Regions from separate parts of the Mus musculus genome. Here all the other regions are linked to region 5. Evidence: chromatin contacts called from public Hi-C and promoter capture Hi-C data. All regions are on one chromosome and are shown on one strand. Each heading gives the region's core, a stretch centred on a gene start, on an enhancer-like site or on the middle of the called end of the contact. The rest is flanking DNA. Distances are from core to core; before and after follow the strand shown. Region 1 holds the start of Dld (dihydrolipoamide dehydrogenase). Region 2 holds the start of Rab10 (RAB10, member RAS oncogene family). Region 3 holds the start of Ifrd1 (interferon-related developmental regulator 1). Region 4 holds the start of Gdf7 (growth differentiation factor 7). Region 5 holds the start of Cpsf3 (cleavage and polyadenylation specificity factor 3).

Region 1 (2,700 bases), core at 194-2,693, about 10 Mb after region 5:
ACTTTCACAATCTTACCTTGCCAGGTCTGCCTTATTATTATGAACATTCAATGAACCATTTCATATTAAATCTAATAAAAATATATTTAATGGCTTACAGTTTTATTAAAACTTCAGAAAGCATTGTTAATTTTATTGCCAAGGATCAGTTTAGTATTCTAATTAAAATCCCAAAACTTTGAATTCAGGTATTTAAGTATTTCAATGATATTCATTTCATCTGTCATTCTGCTTCCTAACAAATCTACTTAACAGTCTGTAATCACTTATAAGATCTATAAAGATGTTCTTAAGCCACCAACTGGACTAGGAAAATGTACCAACAACGGAGTGGCCTCACATTCTGGAAGTCCCACAAATTGCATCATAATCTCACACTCTCTAAGCAGTGTGACTACCATTTCCTAAGGCCAGGGCCACATAAAGAAAGCACACTTCCAGCTCCTATCACAGCGAGTAAGCAATGGACAGCAGCGACAATATACTCTGATGCAGCAAGGTTTTTTACTTGAAGACAACTTCTGCACCTGAGATCAAGATATGCCAACCAAAGAGGAACAAAGAACTGTCTGTACTGAGAGACGCGGCTCACCTTCTCCCTAAAACAGTGACATTTTGCGTGTTACATTAACTTTTAAAGACACAGACGGCTCAGCCGTGAAGAGTCTCATTTCTGTATTGTCCCTAAAGTTATCCTGCTACCCTGCCACTAGGCCTCATACATTCAATTTGGCAGCTGTCAATTGGCAGGTGAAATGGGAAAGTTGTTTGGACGACAAACCGCTGCAATTAAAACTATAAGCCCCAGGGCCTGACTGATGGCAGGGTGCACTAGTTTAGAGACGTGAATGAAAACAGATCCTTGGAGGAGGAACTCGCGGGACGGTGTGTTGGAGCTGACCACGTCTGGGCCAGTCGGGCCTCAAGGTTACTTCCCCGCCGTAGGAGAGTAGGCCACCCCCCGGGTCATTAGGATGAGGCGAAAGGTAGGAAGGGGCAGGCCGCGCGTGGCAAGGGTCATTTACTCCTCCCCGAAACTGGGGGAGGGCCCAGGCCCCTGGACCAGCGTCCGGGTCGTGTGGGGCTGCGGGCAGTCATTCCGCAGCAGGGCCCTCCCGAGCCCGGGCTCGCGCTCCCCGCTGCCTCGGGAGGCCGCACCGAGCCGGCATAGAGGCGGGGCCGCGGCGGTTCCCGGCGGCAGGCCGCGTCCGGGCCCACAGCGGGCGTCTAAGTGCCTGTGGTCCAGCATCATCCCCTCGCGGGCCGCCCTCACCTTGGCCAAGGAGCGGTACACACGACTCCAGCTCTGCATCGTCCCTCGGTCCCGTCCCTCCAACCAGGGGTTTTCACCTCCGCTGAACGCCTGGTAAGACTTATCCAAGGTCTCCCCACCCTGCGCCTGCGCAACATATACGTCATCGCCGAGGAGCAGCGCGATTGGCCCGAAAGGCAGAGGCTTTCCGGTCGCTTCGTCGTGCGCTGTCGTGAAGGGCGCTGCGCTTTGTGGCAGCTGGGGAATTGGAGAACTGTTGCTCAAATGACTGGAGTAGAGTTGCAAATTATCCTTGAAAGACGAACTAGATAAATAAAAATGTTGTTTCTTCAGTAAAGCCCACAGAAAGTAAAGTTTAAATAGGAAAGGAAGAAAAGTTTGACAACTTGACAAGCTTATGGTTGTGCTAGATATTCGTGGGCAGTAGGCTTTATCTAGCTTTACAAAAACCGTATGAACTGTTTGCATTTTCTGGATGGAGCCCTGAGAGGTTAAAGAAAGCAAAGGAGAGGTAACTGCAGCTCTACGAACAAAGGCTTTGATTTTAACGGCTGGTTTACAATCTCTGTTCTCGAAGGCAATGGAAAGGATAGGCTTGAACCTTTCTTCACCAACATCCTGTTCTGAAAACTGCGCTAACAAAAAGTATAGAAAACAAGCTCCCTTCTATTTTTGTATTTTGAAAGCACGCCTCCCTTGTAGAAGAAACTAGAAGGGTTGGGATGGTGGGTGAGGTGTTAGGTTTTCATTGAGAGTGCACCTAAAAGATTGCTAACTGTTGTCTATAAGATTGAGCACAGAGCCTGGCGTGGTGGGCTACGCCTTTAATCCCAGCACTCGGGAGGCAGAGGCAGGCAGATTTCTCAGTTCGAGGCCAGGCCAGCCTGGTCTACAGAGTGAGTTCCAGGACAGCCAGAGCTCCCTATCTCGAAAAACAAAAACAAAAACAAAAAAAAAAAAAAAATTGAGCACAGAGATTTAAGGTCTGATACCACTTTGTAATAACAGTCTCTAGTTTAAACCTTAACTCTATACTTCTCAAAAGTTTACAGCCCAGGCACTGTACTGAACTCCATAGAGTTAGGGATTAGATGAATATTACTTCTTACCTATCTATGCCCATTTAGAAGGAAAAAGACATGAATAAATGATTTTTTAATGTTATGACGAAAGCTAGCTGTTACCAAATATTAATCACCACCACAACCCCTTTTTGGTTTCTTGAGAGAGTGTCTCATGTGTCCCAGACTGGCTTCAAACTCAATATAGAGCTTAGAATGACCTTGAATTTATAGTCCTCTTGCCTTCATCTCCTGAGTGCTGGGATTACAGGTGCCCACCACCATGTGTTGCTGATTGCTGGGAACGGAACCCAGAGCTTCTAGTATACCAGGCAAGCATTCTTCACCTGAGTTACATCTTAAGCC
Region 2 (2,700 bases), core at 168-2,667, about 18 Mb before region 5:
ACCAAGTAATTCCGAAATATGTGGTAGTACATTAGAAGTCCTTAGAGCCATGACTGACGAAAGATTTTCCTGTAAATTCTAACATCAAGTAAAACATTAGAACTTGACTTGATTCCATTGGGTTGAAAACAGAAACCGTCCATCTGCTTCGTTGAGGTCTTGAAAAAGCACTGTGAGCCAACCATGCCAGATTCCCACCCCAAGCACGAAGGGCCTCCGATTGTTTGACACATCAATGGTTCAGTCAAGACAGCCAACTCACTTTCCCCCGCCCCTCTCATTTTCCTTAATGATTCTGCAACTCTCAAGTTTACTCCAAGTTACAGTCAGATAGAATATTTTCTCTTTGACCCCCAATTCGGGCCTTTGCCACATAGCCAGTACTGCTTCAATCCCAACCACTAAATTACGTCTATTACAAATAGCACATCAAGTAACTTCATGCAATTATGGTAAGGCCAGGCAAGTCACTTAAAGAAACCGGATTCTGGAACGCTGCTAAATGCTGCATATTTTGTGCCAGAAGGCACCGAACAGAGAAGGAGACTTGAGACCGGATGGTAAGCATGGGAAGACCCCGCCCCAGTAAGGCTATTCCGATTCCAACAGTAACTTAGGTCTGTCGTCTGGAATCGGAATCACTGGAACAAAGGCGTAAATTCCGGGAAGCAAGATGTCTGGAATAAAAGAAAACGGCTCGCGGCTACAGAGCCCCCACACCATCCTCCCACAGGTCTTACCTATGGTGGAAATAAAGGTGGTATTGAAGGCATCGTCCGAAAAACGAAAAAGGACGCAGGTCTTGCCCACTCCCGAGTCCCCGATCAGGAGCAGCTTGAAAAGCAGGTCGTACGTCTTCTTCGCCATTGGGAGGAGCGGCTCGGGCGCTCGCCGCCGGTAGCCCCAAGGGATCGGAACTGCTCACTACAACCAACTCCTCACCCGGGCGTTCTGGGGCCGCAGCAGCCGGGTAGCGTGTGCGGAAGGAGAAAGCAGCTCTCGAGACGGAGCAGGAGACCTTCCGAACGGCCTCGTCGAGGAAGCCCCGACGGTGGCGGCGCCCGTGCCTCCGAGGGGCGGCGCCCGCGGCTCCGCAGCCTCTCCCAGCCGCTCCGCCCGGTTCCGGGGAGTCGGTCGGGACAAAATGGCCTCCCCTCCCCCCTCAGCGCAGCTCGGCCGGGACGCTCCCACGGGCGGACGAGCGAGCTCTACGTCGAGGGAGCGCGGCGGGCTTGAACACGGCCTCCGCCCGGAGCAGAAACCCCGCGCTAGGACACGGGCGAGGGCAGCGGGAGGTCTCGCGAGCCGACAAGCCCTGCTACATAACCCCAGGAAACAGAGCCGCCCCGGCCAGAGCCACCTTTTTCCCCGTGCCCTCTCACGCCGGCGTGCGCGCAGCCTGAGACGCACGCAAGGACGTACACCCGCCCTTCTCTCGCGCCCTCGCCCCTGCGGCCCGCCTCTGCGCACGCGCGCGGGCGGGCAAGTAGGGCACGCGGAGGCGGGACCAGAGGGGGCGAGGCCGCGGGCGCGCTCCCTACGGCCTCCTGATTGGGTGAGCGGCTTGACGAACACGCCCCGCGGGGGAGGTGCGGCCCGGGAACTGCGCAGGCGCACTACGTCCGTATAGCTCCTGCCCTCCCTCCCTTGCCTTTTCCGGGGCGCCCAGCTGACTGCTGGAATCCTCTACTCCCTCTCAGTATCCTGTTGAGGAGCTAAGGATGTTAGCCCAGCGACGGGCGTGGCTGGCTGTGTGTGTGTGTGTGTGTGTATAGTTCATATAGATGAGAGAGAAAGAAGTGCTCTGGGCCACTCAGGAACCTCCTTACTAAACCCGGACATCTCCAGAAGAGATCCCGCTTGTGGGCTGGTCCTGACAACCTGGTCTCCTTAAGAAGCTAGAGTTGATAGAGCCGGGATTCCAAACTGAAAAAGGCGCAGCGCTCCTGGGGTTGGAATGATGTCATCGGCCTGAGGAACCCCGGGTGCGGGGAGAACCTCCCTGCGAATGGAAGCTTCTTTGCTGCTTCGGGCCTAAGCAGCCCTTGGAATCCCGGGAGCTGAAGCGCTCTATTCAGAAAAGGCGGGCGGTCACTGTAGCCAAAGTTGTACCACCAAATCGAAAATCTGAAAGCCTGCCCCATCCCAACCGATCTCTTCCTTGCTTTTCACTTGTTTGTAGGTTGGTTGTTTTGTTGCAAAGTCTGTACACCAGTACTGACTTCCAATTCATGAATCTCCAGTCTCAGCCTCCTGAGGGCTACTCTGGTGGGGTAACTCCACCACACCTGTGCCATGTCTTTTCTCTAGTTTTGTCCCTTTTCCCTCTCTCCCTATCAGTTTTATTTACACCTCCCTTTTCTTCCTTTCTATAGTCGAAATAAGCAAATTTCTAACTTACCTTTCTAAGTATGCTCCAGCACCCGCAGAATGTGATGGTAGAATGGTTGAACCTGATGAGCTGATTCACCAATAAGGAGATTTTTATTTAGGTAAATTTTATATACACACACACATAACTAATTAGCATATAACAAATATATAAGCATATTAAATAAAAATAAGCTACACTTTGGCAGACACCTCGCCATCACCAACATGTGCATTTCATGTGTAAGTAAAGCCTTTGATCATGTTCTTTTCTGACCATCTTAGATGTGATCATGCTCTTCAAAGACTTGTCCTCCTTCTAAACACCCA
Region 3 (2,700 bases), core at 164-2,663, about 19 Mb after region 5:
TCTCCAATATTTAACATGAAAACTGGTCATTTACTTTTCTAATATCATTCGAATGATCAAAGAGTAGTAGCTAGGTCAACAAATACCTAATGGCTATTATCTTGGTGTGGAACGACTGGGGGCATTCCAATATTCAACTCCATAATCTTAACAATTACTTAGTGAGATGACTACCCATTTCAATACTACTCGACTTATGTCTTGTGTGCAGTCTTGTAGAAGGGACCTTCGGCTGCAATCATTTTTTTTTCTTCTCAACCATATGTTAAGAGAATCGTACATTCAGTTCAGCAATTAACCATCCAGAAAAAGCTTTGTCTTAGCATGGAAGGAAAAAAAAAAAAAACTTATCCCTAACTTTCCAGCCAATTGCAACCTCGGCTTCTCACCACCTCTTATCACTGCATGGAACCTATAGAATGCAGCACAAAGGAGAACGCGGTCGCTAGGCTGGCAGCACAAGGGCTGCGGGGGCTCCCGGTTTCTGCAGGTACCGGGTTAGGAGTGGAAGCCACGCTAAGGGTGGGGCGGTGGCCATGGCTTCCGACGCCTCTACCCCGCCTTAGAGGACCTGCGAGACGCGCAGGAAAACAGCGGGATGGAAGCCACTCGTGCCTCTGCGTCACCCTGGCCCCATCACGCAAAGCTCAGGCCTCGTGACGCAAAAGCCGGTCCAAGCCCGCTGGACGTTTGACACTCCCGAGAACTCCATGTTGGAGGGAGCGCCACAGGCAGCGCAACAGCGGCAAGCCACCGGCGCTCCGCCCCATCTCTAGCTCGATAAAGAACCGGACAGCAGGCAGCGACGTCTAGGAAGAACGCCAAGTCCTGGTCACCCTTATTCTGACTCTCCCTCCGGCCCAAGGTCCCAGTTCTCCCCGCCCCCAGGGCCGGAGCTCCAGCACTGCTCCCGCGTGCCAGCTCAAGAAGCGCGAGTCCCAGGGCATGATGGGAACTGCAGTTCAGCCGTACCACGCGCTATGCAGACTTGGGCGTCCGAAGCGAAGACCGAACTACAAGTCCCACCGCGCCCCAGGCCGGGGTCTCCCGTTCGGCCGGCCAGCCGGCTCCCGGGCGTGGGGACACCCCTCACCTGCCGTGGCCGCCGACGTCGCTGCCCCGGAGCCGCCGCCACCCCCGCCACCGCGGTGGGGAGCGTTCCGCTTCTTGTTCTTCGGCATCGTGGGCCGCCCGGTGCCGCCTACACTTGGAGCTCAGCGAGGATCAGCCGATGGAGCTGCACTGTCTACTCGTGCGTCTGTGCGGCGGGCGGCTGAGAGGCGAGTCTCGGGCTAACAAGAGAGGCGAGGAGCGGCGCGGGTGAGAAGCGGCAGCAGCAGCAGCAGAAATCCCCGTGAAGAGCTGCGAGCGGAAACGATACATGTTTCTCTCTAGCGCGGGAGCGAAGGCGGGGTGGCCAGACCACGACGCCTTAAGTAGCCAGACGGCGGCTTGTCGTCACCATGCGTGGGCGGGCCTCCATCGCTCGCTGGCCAATCGCTGCAGATCTCCCCACCGCGGCGTCCACTGGGGCGGTGCCTGCATTCGGACTCCCATTCCCAGAGCCTCAGTCTGCCCTCGGTGCCTGGGCTGCTATGCCTTAGGGCCGCGTGGAGCTTTGGGAGATGTAGTTAGCGAGAGGGCGCGGCCTTCTCCGGGCTCCTCCCAGTCCGATTGCGTCGTGACCTCGTCCCAACGAGGCGTCCGCCCTGGAATTCACCCGGGTAGTCACCGCGATGAGCCATGCGGCAGTTATGCAGCTTGATGAACGTCAGCTTGTAAGATCACGTGTAACAACCTTTCCCCTGCTAATATGAGGCCCCTGTCCAAGCACAACCATACCCTCCTGTGGGTTTAGGGACGTGGGCTCCCCACCCTCCAAAAAAAGTATGCTTTCAGCTACTTCAACTTGTATTGTTCGTGGACCTCATATTCTAGACTAATATCTCAAATAACGAGACTGATGATTCAGTCTCAGATTTTCTTACAAAGATGTGACCTTGATTCCACCTGCCAGTTTGGAGGTCAGTTTGGGATAAGAGTTTATGAGAAGTTCGCAGCTGGCAAAACATACATGAGTTATATCAACAGTCGCAAAGGGGTTTATTTTCTCAAGGTGCTCCCGTTGATCTGTTTTCCGTGTCGCAACACCCAGTCCTGTTTTCAGGAGCTGCTAGTAGGTTCCTATACTGTCCATATGACAGAACAAACTCACTGACTCGTGCAAGTGACTCACTCTGCACTCCACCTCTCACCTCGGCTTCATTCTATTTCAAGTGATGATAGTAAGTCTTTCTCCGTCTTAATGTCCCTCTTGTACCTTAAGCCAACTTAAATTTTTCTCTCCTTTTCTTTACTGCCATATTCTTAATAGTTAATATATTATCTTCCCCCATATTCTGTAATTTATTCACCGTAATTTATTCAGTTTGTTCATAGTGCCCCCCCCCCAGCAATTGATTTTAAAATGAAACTCAGGGCTGTATCTTGATCTCTAGCCATACATAGCTTCAGTTCATACCAGGTCACCCATTTCAATGTTTCATGCCCAGGAAGGCTGATTATTTACTCAAGTGTCTTGTTTGACTAATCCACCTATGTTTATAGTTGTTCCAGAACCTCACAGACTGCCAGTCCTCCTAACCTAGCCTCTCTCACTGCTTTCTAGATATCTTGTTCTTCTCCTGAACTCAACTGGTC
Region 4 (2,700 bases), core at 12-2,511, about 13 Mb before region 5:
TGCCTTCCTTTCCCTCCTGATTTCCAAGCTAGATCTTTGGCTGGGCAGAATTGAAGCCAAAATTACTTGCATTTCCGCCTGAAATTAGTTAAATTTTCCCTATCTGTCTGCTTTAATGACTTCAATGGAGATTAATAAAAGCCAGATGACACACACATACTACAACCACCCCACAACCCCACCCACATCCTACCTTTGGAGGGCCCTACACAGGGTAAAATGTGATGTTTGAGCTCCAACCATCCCTTTTCTCCCCACACAAGCCGAGGCCCTGGACTCTGGCTGCTGGGGCCTACTGTCACAGAAGGAAGGCAGGCACCCAAACTCTCTTCCCATACACAAGCCACCATCCACCCGAAACGGCCTGCCTGAGAGGGGTCCTTCTGATACCGAGAGGCCATGACTTTAATTGGATACCAGCTGCTCTACCCTGAATTCCCCTGAGCTTCAATTTGTGTATAGTCCCCAGTCCCCCGCTGAACACAAGGCACTACCATCACTGCTCTCGTCCCTCTTGGCGGGAACTCAAAGGCCACAACTCCTGCCCTTCTTTCTTCTCCCAGGGCTCCAGGCCCAAGGCTACACTAGACCCTTCCCCCAAAGAAGCGGATCTTGAGCTCCGCTTGGCTTGAGGGGAACCTGCCAGCCTGTTCTGAAGAGCGGCTCCCACTCCCTTAGCCCTCGGAGACCAAGCCTTGACTGGCTTAGGGGTTCGTGAACAATGACTTCGAAGACAACTTTTTCTCTCCAGCACCTGAGGATAACTATAGGGATCATAGTTCAGGATCGAATCGGGCAGAGGCTTGCCTCCCCCGGCTCGTCTCCAGTCAAGAGTAGACGGGATGGGCTGGTGCGCAGAAGACGCGTAAAGTACCTTGAGTTGCTTGGTCTGTGAAGCCGGTGATTGTGTCCACACGCCCGTGCCCTGAAGCTGCCGCGACCGGAGCCCTCCCCGCCAGGCTCCTGTAAAGCGACATCATGAAGTGGTGTGGCACCACCGAGCCGTTCCTGAAGCCAGAACCCGCAGCGCGGCGCACAGCTCGGGGACCCGGAACCGCAGCGGCCTGGAGAGCTGAAGGGCCTGGAGCCCGGGCGAGGGTCCGCCCGCCGCCGCCGCCCCCGGGGCTCCAGGCTGGTCCAGCCCCCGCCGCTCGGAGCACCGCGGCAGCTTCTAGCCCGTCGCGGGGACGGCAAGCGCTCAGCAGCCAGAGACACAGCGCGGCGGCAGCGCTCAGGTCCATGGGCTCCTTGGGCCGGCCGGCCGCGCGACACGGGCTCCGTGGCTCCGGGAAGTCCCCCGACGCCTTTTGAACATAGTGTTTAATAATGGGGGAAGTGTGCGCAGCAAGCCGCTGCCCCCCTCCTCTCCCACCCCACCCCCGCCCAGCGCTCGGAGCAGCGCCCCCTGCTGAACGTTCAACCCGCAGCGCTGAGCCCCCCAACTCAGGCCTATCGCGCAGTGCAGGGTAGAAGTCGCCTCCCCTTGCTGTAGTGCCTGGTCCTTGTCCTTGCCAAGAGAAGGCCATCCGCCCGAGGCTCCTGCCACAACGCGGTGCCCCGCCTCCCCTCCCGAAGGTACTACGAGCCCCCACCCCCCTCCGCCCCAAGACCTCAGCGCACTCCTTGGCTGGAAGATGGGGCGTCTCGCGTACCCGCCCAGCTTCCTCCCGACTCCTCCATGGAGAAACACCGCCCTCCGCGTGATCTTGTGAGTGCTAGGGATGCCAGACCCGGGCCAAGTCAAGACTGGGCCCCTCCCATCCAGCTTTCTCGCCGTACGCCCCCTTGATGGATGCTCATTAGGGAGTTCCTAGGGATGCTTACGATACACATTTGGATGCCACCCTCTCCCGTCCACAGCCCTCTGAAGATAACAGTGGGAGGCCAGAGAAAGGGAGAGGATCTGTGATGAAGGATGAGTGGCTGGAGGGTACAGATGGGCACGGACCGGAAAAGCTTTGGGTGGGCATCTTGAGCCAAAGCAGGAGCTGAAATCTTAAAGGGTTTAATGAATTAGGAAGGCGGGGACCAGCGGAATCCTACTCAAATTAGGTCTCAGGGTTTGAATGTGCAAAGTAATTTGCCCGGGGAAAGGGGAGAGTGGGGCAGGTGACCACATTTCTTCAAGGTCTTCAGAGCAAAAGGCAAGAGTGCAACCACAAGCCCAGAGGCTGCGTTGCAAAGCCATGGAATAGCGCTCGGATGCCAGCATGGTTATAGCACTCTATGAGCATGGGTGGAAAGGGCCACCTCTGGTCTATGCCTGGGCGACTCTTGAGCATACAGACGCTGGGACTTTTGTTTGGCTAACTTCCTCCCCACTCCTGCTCTGAGGGGGGAAGGCGCCAGCATGTGTGTCGATTTAGTTCAGACAAACCCCAGAGCAAGAATGTCCAGAAAATAGACCAACTGTCCAAGGGATTTAAAAGCCTGGACCCCAAATCCATTACTTTAGCATTGTTCTGGATACCAAACTCAGAATCCACGCCCGGTCCGTGAGTCAGGTCAAGGTGCTATCTAAAAGCCTCTTCCTAATAAACTACATAGCCCAGGCTCCCGCGTTGGAGTCTTATACTCCCACCTCGCCCTCTGGATAGCAGGCACGCGTGCACCTGGACCACGGTCTGTGCTGCTGGCCTCCCTACTCAGGGCCTTCCTGCTGTTGCCAGATGGTGGGCATCTGGGATGACAACCTACCTT
Region 5 (2,700 bases), core at 149-2,648:
GAGTTCAATTCCCAGCAACCACATGGTGGCTCACAACCACCCGTGATGAGGTCTGGCGCCCTCTTCTGGTGCATCTGAAGACAGCTACGGTGTACTTACATATAATAATAAATAAATCTTTAAAAAAAAAAAAGAAGGAGGAGGAGGAGGAGGAGGAGGAAAAGAAGATAACAATGATTTCTTTCAAACACAGATCAGAGCTCAGTATTATTAGGCCGTTGTTCACCGGTGTCCTACTAAGATTTGACTACTAAGATTTGACTAAGGAAGGTCAAATCCCTCCAGCAAGAACCCACCCAGGGCTCTCCAACCACTCTCTCTCAAGCTTGTCTTCAACAATGAGCTACACATCTCTCAGGAACGCAAAGCCACTTTGGTTCTGAGCGGTTCTAAGCTCCTGTATGTTCTTATACTATCTAACTTTCCCTCCCACAGAACTCTCATTTTGTAAGTTCCTTGGCAACTACTTGCCTCGCACAACTTATTTCGGGCCTTTTAAAGAAAGCCTTCCTTGGACTTTCAGGTTGGACTAAAAGACATCAGATCACAGCATTAAAATGTCATCTTCTTCTTTAAACTCCCACTCCCTCAACTAACTAGTGCAAGGCGAGGCTGAATTGGTTCTCAGTAGATAGACAGTATAGCGGAAGAGGACTCGTTACAGGGTTCTGACAATTGCCCTAGGAGGTGATATCCAATAACGTCGCCAAGATGCTCCAGAAACCGCTAGCCCTCACTCTGGCCCATCTGGAGCAGCCGGTCCCTAGGGTCATCGGAGCCTTCCGAGCAGTGAGAACGCCCAGCTGCATTCACGTGAGTCAACCAAGCCAGAGATTCAATAACTTGTCCCACATCACAAAGTTTACTTGGGGACCCCGACAAGATCAGGCTTCCAAAGCTCTGCACACATGCCTCGCACAAGTGAGGATGTAGACAGCTAACTCCAACCCCACCTGGGTGCAGCAACAAGCAGAGGGAGGCCTCAGGGTCTTGCGGAGCCTGGTCCCCGGGGAGGCAGGCGGTAGACCTGTCACGGGAACGCGGGTCCCTCCCTGACCGGGCGCCGAGCTCCTCTTCCTTTCCCCGGTTTGCACTCTGTCGGTGCCTCAGCCTCGGGACGTGGAGGGAATGGGAGGACGGCGGGCTGCGGGGTACTCCCCACACACCCGCACCCTCTGGCCCGGCTGAGGCGAGGCCCGGTTCTCACCTCGCCTCCTCGGCTCGTTCCCCGGTCGCCCCGGTCTCGCGGGGTGTGGGATGGTCCAGCGGCGGCGGCCGGTAGGTTATTCCAGTTCGTATTCCAGCTCCGGCTTTGCCAGTTTTCCTGCCCTGGTCCGCTGGGCCACGCCCCTATCATGCGCAGGCGCAGTCTTTAGGCCGCGCCTCCAGTTCCTTAACCGCACCTCCGGGAACCTAAAGAACCTCGTTCTCGAACCGGAAGTTGGAGGGCCGAATCTAGCTCCGGGAACGCTAGAGCGCCGGAAGTTGTGTGTTGGTGGTGGGGGTTTTTTCTTCTTTGGTTTGCAGTAGCTGTGCTTTGAATTTAGAGACTGCGGCGACGAGTTCGTGGTCCACGCTGCTCCTGAGACTGCCAGGATGTCTGCGATTCCTGCAGAGGAGAGCGACCAGCTGCTGATCCGACCCCTGTAAGGGATGCGCTAGAGAGGGAGCGAGCCCCCCTCCCCGTATGTGTGAGAGCCTGGAGGGACCCCCGCGGAGGCAGCTGCGGGTCCAGCCTCTCAGGTTCAAGGGATTTGGAGAACATTGATCGATGGGCTATCTAGGTTGAATGTCATTTTTCCTTCAGTCTCGGGGAGGGTATTTTGGGGAAAAAAAATCCAGGTCATTGGGTGTTTTCATAAAGAAAGGGTTGCCAATTAACACAAGTCTGGATCTCGTACATCAGAGCAAGCCTTGAGGGAACCGACAGATAGAGGACACTGCAAGGAAGAACTGCATCTGCCTCCTTTCCAGGACCCTACACGTGCTCAGATGGGCGGGGAAATTAAAGACGTGGTGTATGTACTTTGAGAGCTCAGACCTTAGCAGAAGGTAGGAGGAAATTGGAGAGGGGAAAGCTGAGGCGTTTCCGCGAGAAATTAAGAGCTAAATCACCATAAAAGATTGGTTTTAGTGGAAATGGCGTTCTGGAATATTTTGTAGAGAATTGCCTCACACATTTAAAGGTGCAGAACGTACTGGATGAGCGGTGAGACTCATCCAATACACGTGGTTGTTGTTCAGCATGAGACACTATTTGGCACCACATGAATGTGTACATTTTCAAAGGCCGGAAACTATCTCCTTTACCCACTCATAAAGTAAGATTTACTGAGCACTTACCAATGAATGTACCCAAGTGATGCTGTCATCTCCCTATATACACTAAGCAAATATCAAACAAAATCACCAGGCATGGGCTGAGTTCATTGATTTCACGCCTTTGGTGAAATTGTAAAGTGGGGAGTGCTGGAATGAGTTTGTGAAAATAGACAGCTACGTTGGTGTCAGACCTGAAACCCAGTCTTCCTGTTTAATACGGAAGTAGCCTCAATGAACCCACTTCCTCATGTGGAAAAAAGCACTCACTGTGAGGAGTGCTTGCTCTTGGGCAGTGCAGTGATACCAGTGACCGTGCTCAGTGCTCATTTTGACATCTGTTTCAGGAGTATAGGTCAGCACTGTGCTGAGTCTCAAAAC

The links. Promoter capture Hi-C pulls out the DNA fragments that hold promoters and counts their contacts. A called contact is a pair of places that touch in the nucleus more often than the background predicts.
Region 1: a Hi-C map of B cells shows a contact between it and region 5, with 5 read pairs. The contact joins the promoter of Dld here to the promoter of Cpsf3 in region 5. A contact is called at or near these places in 2 of 39 promoter capture datasets (cranial neural crest and pre-B cells) and 1 of 484 Hi-C or Micro-C datasets (B cells).
Region 2: a contact with region 5 is called in a promoter capture Hi-C map of pre-B cells. The contact joins the promoter of Rab10 here to the promoter of Cpsf3 in region 5. A contact is called at or near these places in 4 of 39 promoter capture datasets (cranial neural crest, frontonasal cranial neural crest, pre-B cells and 1 more).
Region 3: a promoter capture Hi-C map of pre-B cells shows a contact between it and region 5. The contact joins the promoter of Ifrd1 here to the promoter of Cpsf3 in region 5. A contact is called at or near these places in 1 of 39 promoter capture datasets (pre-B cells) and 1 of 484 Hi-C or Micro-C datasets (CD8 T cells).
Region 4: a promoter capture Hi-C map of cranial neural crest shows a contact between it and region 5. The contact joins the promoter of Gdf7 here to the promoter of Cpsf3 in region 5.

Annotation. Positions count from the first base shown.
Region 1 is chr12:31,350,028-31,352,727 of GRCm38.p6, forward strand. Dld (dihydrolipoamide dehydrogenase) reads right to left here and starts at 1,444. Exons shown (of 14, transcript NM_007861.5): 1 at 1,274-1,444. The coding sequence starts at 1,312.
Region 2 is chr12:3,308,552-3,311,251 of GRCm38.p6, forward strand. Rab10 (RAB10, member RAS oncogene family) reads right to left here and starts at 1,418. Exons shown (of 6, transcript NM_016676.5): 1 at 741-1,418. The coding sequence starts at 867.
Region 3 is chr12:40,221,776-40,224,475 of GRCm38.p6, forward strand. Ifrd1 (interferon-related developmental regulator 1) reads right to left here and starts at 1,414. Exons shown (of 12, transcript NM_013562.2): 1 at 1,094-1,414. The coding sequence starts at 1,181. It overlaps Mir1938 (microRNA 1938), which reads right to left and starts at 1,036; the gene lies at 937-1,036. It overlaps Gm7008 (predicted gene 7008), which reads left to right and starts at 1,589. Exons shown (of 3, transcript NR_045157.1): 1 at 1,589-1,778.
Region 4 is chr12:8,300,693-8,303,392 of GRCm38.p6, forward strand. It overlaps Gdf7 (growth differentiation factor 7), which reads right to left and starts at 1,262. Exons shown (of 2, transcript NM_001312876.1): 1 at 875-1,262. The coding sequence starts at 1,241. It also overlaps a transcript of Ldah not described here.
Region 5 is chr12:21,284,899-21,287,598 of GRCm38.p6, forward strand. It overlaps Cpsf3 (cleavage and polyadenylation specificity factor 3), which reads left to right and starts at 1,399. Exons shown (of 18, transcript NM_018813.3): 1 at 1,399-1,646. The coding sequence starts at 1,597. Itgb1bp1 (integrin beta 1 binding protein 1) reads right to left here and starts at 1,386. Exons shown (of 7, transcript NM_008403.5): 1 at 1,208-1,386.